4 separate regions of the Mus musculus genome follow, and regions 2, 3 and 4 are each linked to region 1. The links are chromatin contacts, called in public Hi-C and HiChIP or PLAC-seq maps. All regions are on one chromosome and are shown on one strand. Each heading gives the region's core, a stretch centred on a gene start, on an enhancer-like site or on the middle of the called end of the contact. The rest is flanking DNA. Distances are from core to core; before and after follow the strand shown. Region 1 has its middle 36 kb from the start of Osmr. Region 2 has its middle 12 kb from the start of Gm30971. Region 3 has its middle 7.5 kb from the start of Gm30971. Region 4 has its middle 10 kb from the start of Gm30663.

The links. A called contact is a pair of places that touch in the nucleus more often than the background predicts. HiChIP or PLAC-seq counts read pairs in DNA pulled down with a chosen protein or histone mark.
Region 2: a contact with region 1 is called in a Hi-C map of cerebellum, with 2.0 times the contacts expected there. The contact joins two enhancer-like sites. A contact is called at or near these places in 1 of 15 datasets of contacts at CTCF or cohesin (the NIH/3T3 cell line), 9 of 484 Hi-C or Micro-C datasets (the HPC-5 cell line, cerebellum, embryonic fibroblasts and 4 more), 6 of 115 datasets of contacts at active chromatin or transcription factors (embryonic stem cells, extraembryonic endoderm stem cells, fibro-adipogenic progenitors and 1 more) and 1 of 9 other capture datasets (embryonic stem cells).
Region 3: an H3K27ac HiChIP or PLAC-seq map of extraembryonic endoderm stem cells shows a contact between it and region 1. The contact joins two enhancer-like sites. A contact is called at or near these places in 1 of 15 datasets of contacts at CTCF or cohesin (the NIH/3T3 cell line), 11 of 484 Hi-C or Micro-C datasets (the G1E-ER4 cell line, Sertoli cells, brain and 6 more), 8 of 115 datasets of contacts at active chromatin or transcription factors (differentiating embryonic stem cells, embryonic stem cells, extraembryonic endoderm stem cells and 2 more) and 2 of 9 other capture datasets (adipose tissue and liver).
Region 4: a contact with region 1 is called in an H3K27ac HiChIP or PLAC-seq map of extraembryonic endoderm stem cells. The contact joins two enhancer-like sites. A contact is called at or near these places in 12 of 484 Hi-C or Micro-C datasets (the HL-1 cell line, cerebral cortex, cortical neurons and 6 more), 5 of 115 datasets of contacts at active chromatin or transcription factors (embryonic stem cells, extraembryonic endoderm stem cells, fibro-adipogenic progenitors and 2 more) and 1 of 9 other capture datasets (embryonic stem cells).

Annotation. Positions count from the first base shown.
Region 1 is chr15:6,908,563-6,911,262 of GRCm38.p6, forward strand. No RefSeq gene overlaps it. Among named protein-coding and RNA genes, the nearest start is that of Osmr, 36 kb to the left of the region's middle. Within about 2 kb of position 1,354, at least 80 of the 459 cell types and tissues checked have an H3K27ac peak or open chromatin away from gene starts, as enhancers often do. A contact at or near this core is called in cerebellum and extraembryonic endoderm stem cells, where this site is marked.
Region 2 is chr15:7,060,815-7,063,514 of GRCm38.p6, forward strand. No RefSeq gene overlaps it. Among named protein-coding and RNA genes, the nearest start is that of Gm30971, 12 kb to the right of the region's middle. Within about 2 kb of position 1,352, at least 20 of the 459 cell types and tissues checked have an H3K27ac peak or open chromatin away from gene starts, as enhancers often do. A contact at or near this core is called in cerebellum, where this site is marked.
Region 3 is chr15:7,080,513-7,083,212 of GRCm38.p6, forward strand. No RefSeq gene overlaps it. Among named protein-coding and RNA genes, the nearest start is that of Gm30971, 7.5 kb to the left of the region's middle. Within about 2 kb of position 1,364, at least 27 of the 459 cell types and tissues checked have an H3K27ac peak or open chromatin away from gene starts, as enhancers often do. A contact at or near this core is called in extraembryonic endoderm stem cells, where this site is marked.
Region 4 is chr15:7,043,320-7,046,089 of GRCm38.p6, forward strand. No RefSeq gene overlaps it. Among named protein-coding and RNA genes, the nearest start is that of Gm30663, 10 kb to the left of the region's middle. Within about 2 kb of position 1,307, at least 25 of the 459 cell types and tissues checked have an H3K27ac peak or open chromatin away from gene starts, as enhancers often do. A contact at or near this core is called in extraembryonic endoderm stem cells, where this site is marked.

The DNA.
Region 1 (2,700 bases), core at 104-2,603:
GGCAGGCTTGCATATGCACGGAGTGAAGGTTGTGTTTTCATTTGACTGCACAGTCAATTTGATGGGCCGATAATAGCTGGCTCTTGATCATGTTAGCATGATCAGGAAAAAAAATCACTTTTCAAATTGGGTGTTAATTCAAAGTTGCATAACTCTTTGTAGCTGCTAGTATGCACGGAATGAAAGGATCTCTGCTCTCAAGCTGGACAAAAGAAAAATAGCTCATTCCTGTGGGACCGTTCCAGGAAGTTCACAGACTCAAACCAGGGGTGGGGTGGGGCTTTGAAAATGATTACAATTGAATAACTTCGCTTGTCATTACCAGCCAGTCTGCTATCCCTGATTGACAGCTGGTCAGCTATTCCTGATTGACAGTTGATCTGTCAGTTATCTCGAATTATCAGTTGATTAGTCAGCTATTCCTGATTATCAACTGATCAGTCAGCTAGCTATCTCTGATTGTCAGTCAGCTTCATGAGCTAAGCATCAGAAACAGTAGGTTTCAAACACCTTCGTCTTTTAGCCACTGTGGCAAATACCTGGGGGGGGGGGGGGGCAACATGAGGGAGGAGGGTTATAGCATCGTGACAGAAGGGCGTGGTGGAACAGAATTGTTCACGGCATGGCAGTCAGGCTGAAGAAGGGCGACGTTTCCTCATTTTTGCCCATCGGGGCTCACCGCCTACATACAGCGTTAGCGATGCACGTGTTCAGCGTTAGTCAATCCTGTCTGAAAAGCCCTTCACAGAAGTGCTTTACTAATCTGCTTGGCACTTCACCCTAATCAAGAGAGCGATCAAGGTTAACAATTCCTATGAGTCCCGTAGGGCCCCTTGCATGAAGACATCACCTAGAATTCAACCCGACCTGAGAAAGAAAAGGAAAAGAGAAAAAAAGAAAAGAAAGGAAGGGAAGGGGAAAGATAAGGGACGTTCTGCCTTGTCATTGATTTCACGGGTGCATCACAAGGTGGAGTCGAGTTCTGCACTGTCTTGGAGGTGACCAAAAATGAGAGTCAAGTTTGGAGAAACAAATGCTTGTTCTCCTAAGTTTGGATTAGAATGGCCTTTGGGCAAAATTCCCTCATTAGCGTCGAATAAATGTTTTTCCATCATGAGCAAAAAAGATTTTATACAAATTCCATTTCCCAGAACTCCGTGAAAGAAATGGAAACTCCCTTTTCTGATGTTACAAAACAACTTCCCCCCACTAAACCTGCTTTCTCCTTATCCCCCAAGTTCACTCTGCGTCTGCTAGGTGGCGCTGCAGGCTAATGCATGGGTCCCTTAGCGCCTCGCGGGCGGCTGTGTGGGAGGCTAGGCAGGAGGGAAGGAAGCAGCTGCCACTGTTTCCGTCCAGTTAGGATATCAGCACAGTGGAAGGGAGGAGACCTGCTCTTGCCAAGACTTGGCTTCTGTCAACTTAGGAATCGCTCATCATCTTCTGGATGGATCACAGCTGGCGCTGAAGGGGCTGAATGGGCTTCGTATTTCTTTAGGGAGATTCTGGGGCGCCCAAGCTTGTTGAGAAAGGCTGTGGGTTTCTTTGTCCGAATTTCCAAAAGGTGTTCTGTAACTTTGGAAGAAAGACTCAAGAATGAAAGGAAAACATCACAATTCAAAGGTTTGGGGGAAACCAAGCTGTGCCCTGCTTTAACTGGTTCCACACAGTGTAAAACAGTGGCTTTCAGACTATAATTTGGCCTGAATGCTTGTATTTTTATAAGGAGTATTCTGCACCATTTTGAGAGCACTTGTGCCTGCCTCTCCTTGTGCACGTAGGTACCACAACTTGTCCACTACTGCCTGCAAAGGACAGACTGCTAAGTCATAAAACTTAGTTTTTAAAGGGAAAGGAGATATCAGTTACAGATTTAACATAGTAGATTGGCACGCAAGGGCACATAAGTACATTCAAACCACATCAGAAAACTTGGGCCCAAGAACTTATCAAACACAACCAGACAATGGAAGCATGCAACACCCTCACCGGGATCCCACAAGCAGGACACCTAACTGTGGTCTCCTACTTCCCACTCAACCCTGTAGCCCAGGCTCAGACCTGCAGCAGCTCTTCTTTGACTCGGGGTTCTTTGACATTTTTTTCTAACAACCAGCAGTGGCTTTCTTTGTATCTGCCTCACCTTTCTGTCTCCACTAGGGCTTCTTGGAACTGCAACCCTACCCCCACCCTCAACCCCCCTGCTTTGGCCTTTTTGACCCTTTTGTTGCCATTCTGTTATCTGCATATATACAGAGAGATAAAATGACTAAATGCTGTGTAACATGTGACCCAAGAGTTAATGTTAGCGATTAAGATGGGAGTAAAATATTTCATGTTTGTCATTGGGCAGCTATCAAAGGCCATCAGGACTATTAGGCTAACTGCAGCTGACAAAAACAATACAACCTGTGAATTTATGGTTATTTAATAAACTATGACATTGTAAAAAGATACAAACATGTCTGTCTGCGTTTCTGACTTAGTGTTCTCAAAGCTGTACTGATGCTCAATCTTATAAACCAGGTCCCTGGTGGAGGGCAGAGATTCCCACTTCAGTCTTTTCCTAAGCAACAGATGCTTCCTGCTGCAGCAGGACCTGGGACAGCCTTTCTCACCCTCTGCTGCTTTCAGAGTAAGCTAGGGTTGACTTCTGGAAAAGCACAGAGGTAGAGTTCCCGGGAGCCCTGTGTGGTCTGG
Region 2 (2,700 bases), core at 102-2,601, 150 kb after region 1:
ATGGCCCTTTGCTGACACAAGAGTCAAAGAAAGGTTTGCTCTTCTATTTTAGAATGTCTTTGTTTCTAGGTTAAGAATAGCACCTATTGAAAGCCGGGGAAAGTTTTGCTGAAGTTTCACTCTCTTGGAAGTCTGTGCATCTTACAACCTCAGAATGAGCTAGGGCTCTTTCTCTCACCAAATGGCAATGTGTTCAAGAGTAAGAAGCCATGATTTTCTCTCTCTCTTTTGCCATCCCTGGGGCCAAACTTAGCTCTCTACTTTCAGAATGCAGGTTATCAGAGCTTAGTAATTGTTTAGGAATAGGATCACCAATCATACATTAAAATAATTTGTCTCGAATAAAGGTGTAAAATAATTGTAAAATCACCATCTTTCTGCTCACTGCTCCAAGATGCAGGAAGACCCCAACCAAGGGATACAATGCCGAAGCACATGTTCTTTGTATACAATAACACAATTTTTCAGATAATTTCTAGGGTTAAAATAATATATATTTTAAAAATTACAGTGAAAAGTTTTCGTATAATCAGATATAATTACAATACCACGCCAATGGTGTGTATCATCATTGAAACAGTCATTGGACTTAGTCAAACCATACAATTGGAAGAAATATCAATGATTTTTAGGTTGTTGAATTGGAACCACTTCCAAATTCTGGGTGTGTATAAATCCATGATCCCCCACTCTCACCCCCTTCAGGCTCAGAACTTATCATTAAACTGACATGAACATTTGATAAAAGGACCTTTAGTTTAAGACTTTTGGGTCTTTGAAACCACTCTGCAGTAGTTAATTTTCAAGCTAATTCCAGGGGCCTTTGCTTTCTGGCATCTTCATATAGTGAATAGGTCTGCCATGCATACTACTACCCGCTCATAGGGTAGCTACCAGCTGGCTACTCTTTCCAGCTGTTGCTTGCTCTGAGATACATAGGTTTTCCCTATCTCTTGTTCTGAGCAAAATAACAAACAAATAAATAACTTCTCGCCCTCTCTGTTTCATTCATAGTCCAAAGGACTGGATGCTTCTACCTGGTAGTCACAGTAACAAAGGAAGCATCCAGGTGCATCTTGGTCCCACCTTAGAGGCTGAGGGCACCAGGGAGTGGGGACAGATGTAGGATGGGAGTGACTGTGTCCTGAGACCTTGTGCTGGAAGAGCTAAACATAATTTTGATCTGAATGGAGGTAAAAAATCAATGTTTTTCTTCCCTCCCAGGACTAGTTAGCCTAGCTGCTTCCCCAAACAAAGTGCCCGGCAAGAGATGTGGGCAGAGAAGAAAGAACTCCAAGCTGTTCATATGGAGGGGCTGACAGCTGCTCCACTCTCTGAGCCAAAAGTTACACAGAGCAAGCCCAGGTCCCAGTCAGGCCAGGAGGTCCACATCCAAGAGCCTGACCCTGCCACCTTGCCTTTACCCCAGTGTGGAGCGACACTTCCTGAGGGCAGGTCCACACCCCAGGGAGCTCCTGGAGGCAGGAGCATGGGTCATCAGAAGGTTTCTGTTTTCCTCCATCAGTAACTCTGCACATGGAGGAAAGGACTGAGGAATATCCCTCTCGCAGTAAACAGCCCAGACCAATTTGCACCCAGTGGCTGAGCTGTAATCTTTTCAATATGCATTGCATACTTGCAACCAAGGTTTCTACTGCCCTGGTACAAATAAGATTGCAATCAGTCTGTCCAAGGAGCCCCCCCCCCCATCAAAGCATCAGTCTTTGGGAAGAAATGCCAGTCACGGACCCTAAATGTCCTTTAATGTCAGGGGATGGGGGGTTAGGCCTGCAACCAGTTCCCCTAGGAAGGCAGCTAAAGTGGGGTTGGAGGTTGCTGGGCCAAAGGCTGCTTACTTTTGGCAATTTAACTCCTTTAACTCTTTGCTGTTCTGTGGCCAAAAATTGCTAGCTTCTGGCAATTTAACTCCTGCTGGTAGCAGCAGGGAATTAAGAAAAAGCTTAATTACTTGGGCTCTTTTCTCTCTGGCTCAAGGCCCCTCACTGGCTAAGCAAGAGGCTCAGATTTGTTAACTCTTTGTGAGCCAGAGAAAAAAGAAAATGAAGAAAGTCAGGCACACACACACACACACACACACACACACACACACACTCTTGTCAGGCTCAACTGACTACCTGTTTCATCAATTTCACAAGTGCACATACACACTTTATATGCATACGCATATACCTACATATGTATATATGTACATACATGTAGATACACAGATATATATACATATACACATTTGATGGATGGAGCAGAGCCCCCAAACCCCAGTTTATTTCTTTTCTTAGCCTTTTTATACCTTCTTAGACAGAAGTTCTTTATAAAATTCCCTCAAAGATAAAATGCTACAGAAAAGGGGAGTAAAAGAAGGATGCCAATAGTGAATTCAAAGCAGTGCTTCATTCTGTAAGCTCATTATAAGTTTAAAGCAACAGTTTCCCACGGCCTTGCTTTATCATAGGCACACCTGTGGTTTTATCCGTGGACCTGACCTAGAATGAATGTTTTTCCTTGATCACAAATTTGTCCCTAGCCTATTTCTCTTCCTAGTACGATTTATGAAAGCTCACTGTATTCCTTATTATGGAGTCTTTACTTACTTTTCTAAGAGGAGGGGACACATCCCATTCTTGATTCTAACTGTATTACACCTTTCTGGCAAAACAACTAAAATAATCTCCTTAAACTTTT
Region 3 (2,700 bases), core at 114-2,613, 170 kb after region 1:
GAGGTTTCTGTGAAAACAATAGATAATAAATCCTTCCTAAGCACCTACATACATTCCAGAGCTGGTTCACACTCGACTGCTCCTTCTATATAGCATCATGAACGGCAAAACTGAGAGTGTTGCCGGGCTTGGTGGCGCACTCCTGTAATCCCAGCACTTGGGAGGCAGAGGCAGGAGGATTTCTGAGTTCGAGGCCAGCCTGATCTACAAAGTGAGATCCAGGACAGCCAGGGCTACACAGAGAAACTCTGTCTCGAAAAAAAAAAACAAAAACAAAAACAAAAAAACAAAACAAAACAAAAAAAAAACCCAAAACCCAAAAACCTGAAAGTGTTGTCAGATGGTATCTGCTCCACCAAACATCTGCTTTAATAAGAATTCTGGCCTCTGTGCATGGGACACGGTTCAGTCTGGACTTTACTTGTGCCTGCATCTAAACGCAAAGGACTTTGAGTGTTCATTGAACATTAATCAAGAAAGGCTCTCTAAGCTCCTCATTTCCACTGCTGAGGTATGTAATTACCACCACTCCTACCAGCTTAGGAAAGGTACCGCTCACCGAGCATCTTCCGGTGTTTCAGTGGAAATGAACCAGTTGCCACTTGGAAAAATTGTTGAAAGGCGCTCCGAGAACCCCCCCCCCCCCCCCCCCCCCCCGCCTCTGTCTAGCTGGTGCCGCTCCAGGTCTCCTATCAGGTTGCAAACAGGCTGCTTTTGGATCAGCTCATCTTTCAAGTACTTTTTTTTAAGGCCATGGAAGCTGAAGGTTGGAAAGGCAAATAGAAAAGGGGGGGAAAGAACCAGGCCATGTTTTCTTCAGTTTGCCGAAAAGCAGGAAACTCAAAAAGCACACTCTTTAACAATGAGATCTCTGTAATCATACTGAGTAGAAACACAACAGAGTGACGTGGGCAGGAGTTCCGGCAGACATCCAGAAGGTTCTGCCTCGCTCTCCCTGCCTTCCTTTCCTTGTCCGTGCACTGGGGAGGTGGGCAGTGAGTCCGACAGTGCTATGACAATATCATGTTTTTATGTATTTTAAAAAATAAAACCCTTACGTATACATAGGTTATCTCTGGAAGAAGCATTCTTGCAACACAGAGGCATATCATTATGTGTGTGTGTGTGTGTGTGTGTGTGTGTGTGTGTGTATACTTATCCACTTTACATTCCACCCACTGTCCCCCTCCCAATCACCCTCTCCCACAATCCTTCCCCCATCCCCTCTTCTCTTGTGAGCAGGTAGGGGCCCCCCATGGGTAACCCCAACCCTGGCAATTCAAGTCTCTGTATCCTTTCCCACTGAAGCCATACAAGGCAGCCTACCTGGATGAACATGTCTTGAATACAGGCATCGTCTTGAGAGGTGGGCTGGAACCTAGCCTGTGCAGCCACATTACGCCCTGCGCTGCGATTCTGAGCTCACTGCCATCCCTAGCCTGGCGTGCGACCTTGAGCACTTGCCCTTACTTGTGTTCAGACAATGCTATCTTAACGCGGGCCGTCAATGAAGTTTAGGGAAAGTTGCCGGTCTTTTCTGGGCATTGTTTCCCTTTGTCGATCAAAGGCACAGGGGAGGAAGTAAATCACCTGTGGGCTTCTGCCAGAGCATTCAGTAATCAACAGTCCGCGGTGTGTGCTAACCCGCCGCTCAACTCCCTTTCAAAGAAAGGTCTCCACTCTGCGAGCAGTGAAAATACCTAGGGATGTTCCACAGGGTCAGACAAAAGGAAGGGCTGCAAATGTCAGTGTGTGGGGGGAGGGGGGATGTGATAATGGAAAGAAAGTAAAAGGGTATGGGTGGAGGTAGGCACTTAGGAAAACTACCTTGTTTGAAGAGGCAGTCCTGAGAGTGAAAAGACAAGTGTGGCCACAGACCCTCTCTGACCCTGTAGGTCCTGCAGAGCTAGTTGATCTTCAGATGAGGGGATGAGACACAGGGCAGCCATGGGCTCTGGAAATATATCATTAGCCGTTCTCAAAGTGGTTCCACAAACTGAACATTTGAGTTTAAATTCTTGAATAAGTGTTAAACAATCAAAGAAAGGCATCCCAAAGTATATGTATATATCTACATCTACATCATCTATATCTATATATATGTGTGTGTGTGTGTATATATGTATCCATATATATGTGTGTGTGTATATATATATATATGCTAATATATAGGAATTTTCCCATGATATATACATATGTATATATATTCCATGATATATATACATTTCATATATATATGTGTGTGTATATATATATATATATATGCCTATATATTAGTTCCAAGAACACATTTCTACAGATTGTTTCTGAAACGTTAGCAAACAGTTTGTGAAGTAGGAGTTGTTTTGACAAGACAAAGGGGAAAGTGACCCATTGGTTCCTGAAGTTAGAAAAGGATGGCATCAGCTTCATTTTCTAAGGATTGTGAACACGCATGCTGGCTCTCATCTGAATTGTGGCATGAGACATGTGAGCCACTTGCCAACCTGTAAGCCATGGGCATACACCTGGCTGCTTCTAAGTCACACTTGCTCAGTGGAAGCGCATGCCCCTTGATAGGCAGGGGTTGTGTATGGGTAGAATGATAGGCCCAAATCTAGAGCCTGGCCCCATACCTAAAGTGAAGCTATGTAGCACTGAGCATTTTAGGCCTGGATCCTGTTTTACTCCACAAAGCATGTAAAACAATATCCAATTTGT
Region 4 (2,770 bases), core at 57-2,556, 130 kb after region 1:
ATGTCTACGTGGTCATGCTGGGGAGACCTTCTAGTTGTAATGTCTGATGTTCCCAGGAGACACAGTAACAGAAATTAAATGCCAAGGATTTGAAAGATATCAGGGAAGGGTCTGTGGAGGGTCTTAAGGGAGTAAGGGGAAGTGCTAATGATTATAATCTCAAAAACTCAGAGCGATAGTTCAAAAGACTTGACTCTAGGGGACACGGCGCATAATGGCCGAGAGATTCTGCTCCAGAGCATGCAGCTCCAAACACCAAGGCCATCACCTACAGGCCTCGCTGCCTGGAAACCAACCGCAGGCATCACTAAAGAGATAGCCATGCATCACTAAAGAGATAGCTGTGGGATTTCATAGCAGAAAGGACACAGTGGTCCAGTGGTTAAATGGCCTGATAAACCAAACTCTCCCTAGAAGGGAAGAGCTTGCCTTCTGGAAAGCACTAAGTGGGAAGAAGATAGCAAGCACTCCTTCAGAAGTACTCTTAGGAATAAAATGTATAAGAAAACAGTGGAGCACGTTGCCAGCCTTACACCCCACAAAATTTCTCTTATCAAGCTGACGCCTTCTTTTCTTTCTTTTCATTTTTCTTTTTTCTCTTTTCTTTTTCTTTTTTCCCTTCCTTCCTTCCTTCCTTCCTTCCTTCCTTCCTTCCTTCCTTCCTCCCTCCCTCCCTCCCTCCTTCCCTCTTTCTCTTTCTTTCTTTCTTTCTTTCTTTCTTTCTTTCTTTCTTTCTTTCTTTCTCTCTCTTCCTTTCTTTTTGAGACAGTGTCTCATCATGCACAGTAAATTGGTCTTGAACCCATAACCTTTTTCACCTAAACTCTCAAGTGCTAGAATTATAGACATGGACCACACCCAGTAGTCAACTAACCACATTTCAGCCCTTTTAGGGATGCAAGAATCGTATTATCATGCCCGGCCTATGCTGCCTCACTTCCTTATGACCCTAGAAATTTGAAGTTGCAAATCAGCTTTTTCTTTTTAAAAAAAAAAAAATCTTTTACTTCTTTGAAAGCTGTTCACCCTTTTCCGCCTGTTTTGTCCTTGAGAAATACTTTGGAACAGAGTTTTTTTGCTACCCCTATTTATAACTTTCCAGTTTTGGCAGGTATGGGAATGTTTATAAGTGGTTTGTTTTCTTTGCTCTATCCAGTGTTGATTTAAGTCGCTCTCACCACTGAAACAATTGGAAGCATTTTCAAGGAAGGCAAAGTCTGTGCACAACTGATAACATTGTGCAATCCGGATCATTAGAGCTCCTTAGGGGTAGCCAGGACGGGTAGAAAATATTAGCAGTGTCATGGTTTGACTAGTTATCTTTTAGTCCGTGTGTCTGTCTGACACAATACACGCTGTGGAGGAAGTCTGCCTTGACAGAACGCAGGCCAAGAGTTTTCTGAACGTTTTTCAGTCACTGTAACGATGTTACTCTGGATTTGAAGGCAGGCCTGCAAGGACCTTCCCTCTGAACCCACTTCTGATGCTTGAGTTCTAACCAACCTTTACTTTGGGCAAAAAGCAAACATCAGAGCTTTTGTTTTGTTGTTTTGTTTTGTTTGGGAGAGATACCTGGAGTCTCTGGCATCTGTTTCATAAATGGCTGAACTGAGTAAATATAATTGGAAACCACTAGAATTAGAGGCATCTTCCCATGTTTTTATGGGTGGCATACTGTTTTTTCACAAAATTTCCACCCCATCCTTCCCTATAATTTGTGGGCCTTGGGAAAAGTCACAGTTTTCCCCATAAGTGCAGAGGACAAGCTGGCTTGGGGGCCATCTCCCTTTCTCTTGTCTCCTGATTGTCATCTTGGTGTTGTAGGAGGAGGATCACAAGACAGACAGACCCAGCTCTCAGAGAGATAGACTTCTAACTTCAAAGGCACCAAGGAAGACTGCACTGTCTCTGAGACTATGTAAACATCCCCAGGGACAAGAGGGGAATATGAGTCCTGGGCCAATGAGGTGGCTCAGTGAGAAGAGGCCCAGGCCAAGTCAAGCCTGGGGGTTCAGTCCCTGGGGGATTCACATGGAGGAAGGAGAGAACCATCTGCCACAAGCCGTCCTCAGATCGCCACACTTGTCTCGTGCCCTGCTCCCACTCCCATAGCCCTTCCACACTAAATCGATAGTTTTAGTATTTTGTATTGTTTTAAGATGGAACAAAACATCGACATAGTTCCTGAAGACTAAGGATGCTTGAGTGGCCTCACCCACTCATAGAGGGCTGCAGAAAAGGCAGTCAAAGAAAACGCTTGTATGGATGGGAAGACAGGCCTTCCCAGGTCACCTCAGGTCAGGCCAGGTCAATTCCAGAAGTCTATCTGAGGCATTTCCAAGCACGGCTGTACCTTCCCTACCACTGTTCCATCTCTTTCTTACAATCTTCAGTTCGGTTCTTTTTTTATCCATGTTTACTGGGATTTATTTCCCTCCCCCTTCTCTTTCTTAGGATAGGCTCTCATGTATCCCAAGCTGGCCAGGAACTTGCTATGTAACTAAGGATGACCTTGGACATCTGATCTTTCTGCCTTCTGTTGGAGTTAAAGGCATGCATCAACACACCCAGTTTTATGAGACTCTGAGGTCTGAACCCAGGCCTTCACACATGCAAGGCAAACACTGTTCCAAGTGAAGGTTTTTGGGGTTTTTTTTTTAATTTGTTTGGTTTTTTTGAGACAGGGTTTCTCTGTATAGCTCTGGCTGTCCTGGAACTCACTCTGTAGACCAGGCTGGCCTCCAACTCAGAAATCCGCCTGCCTCTGCCT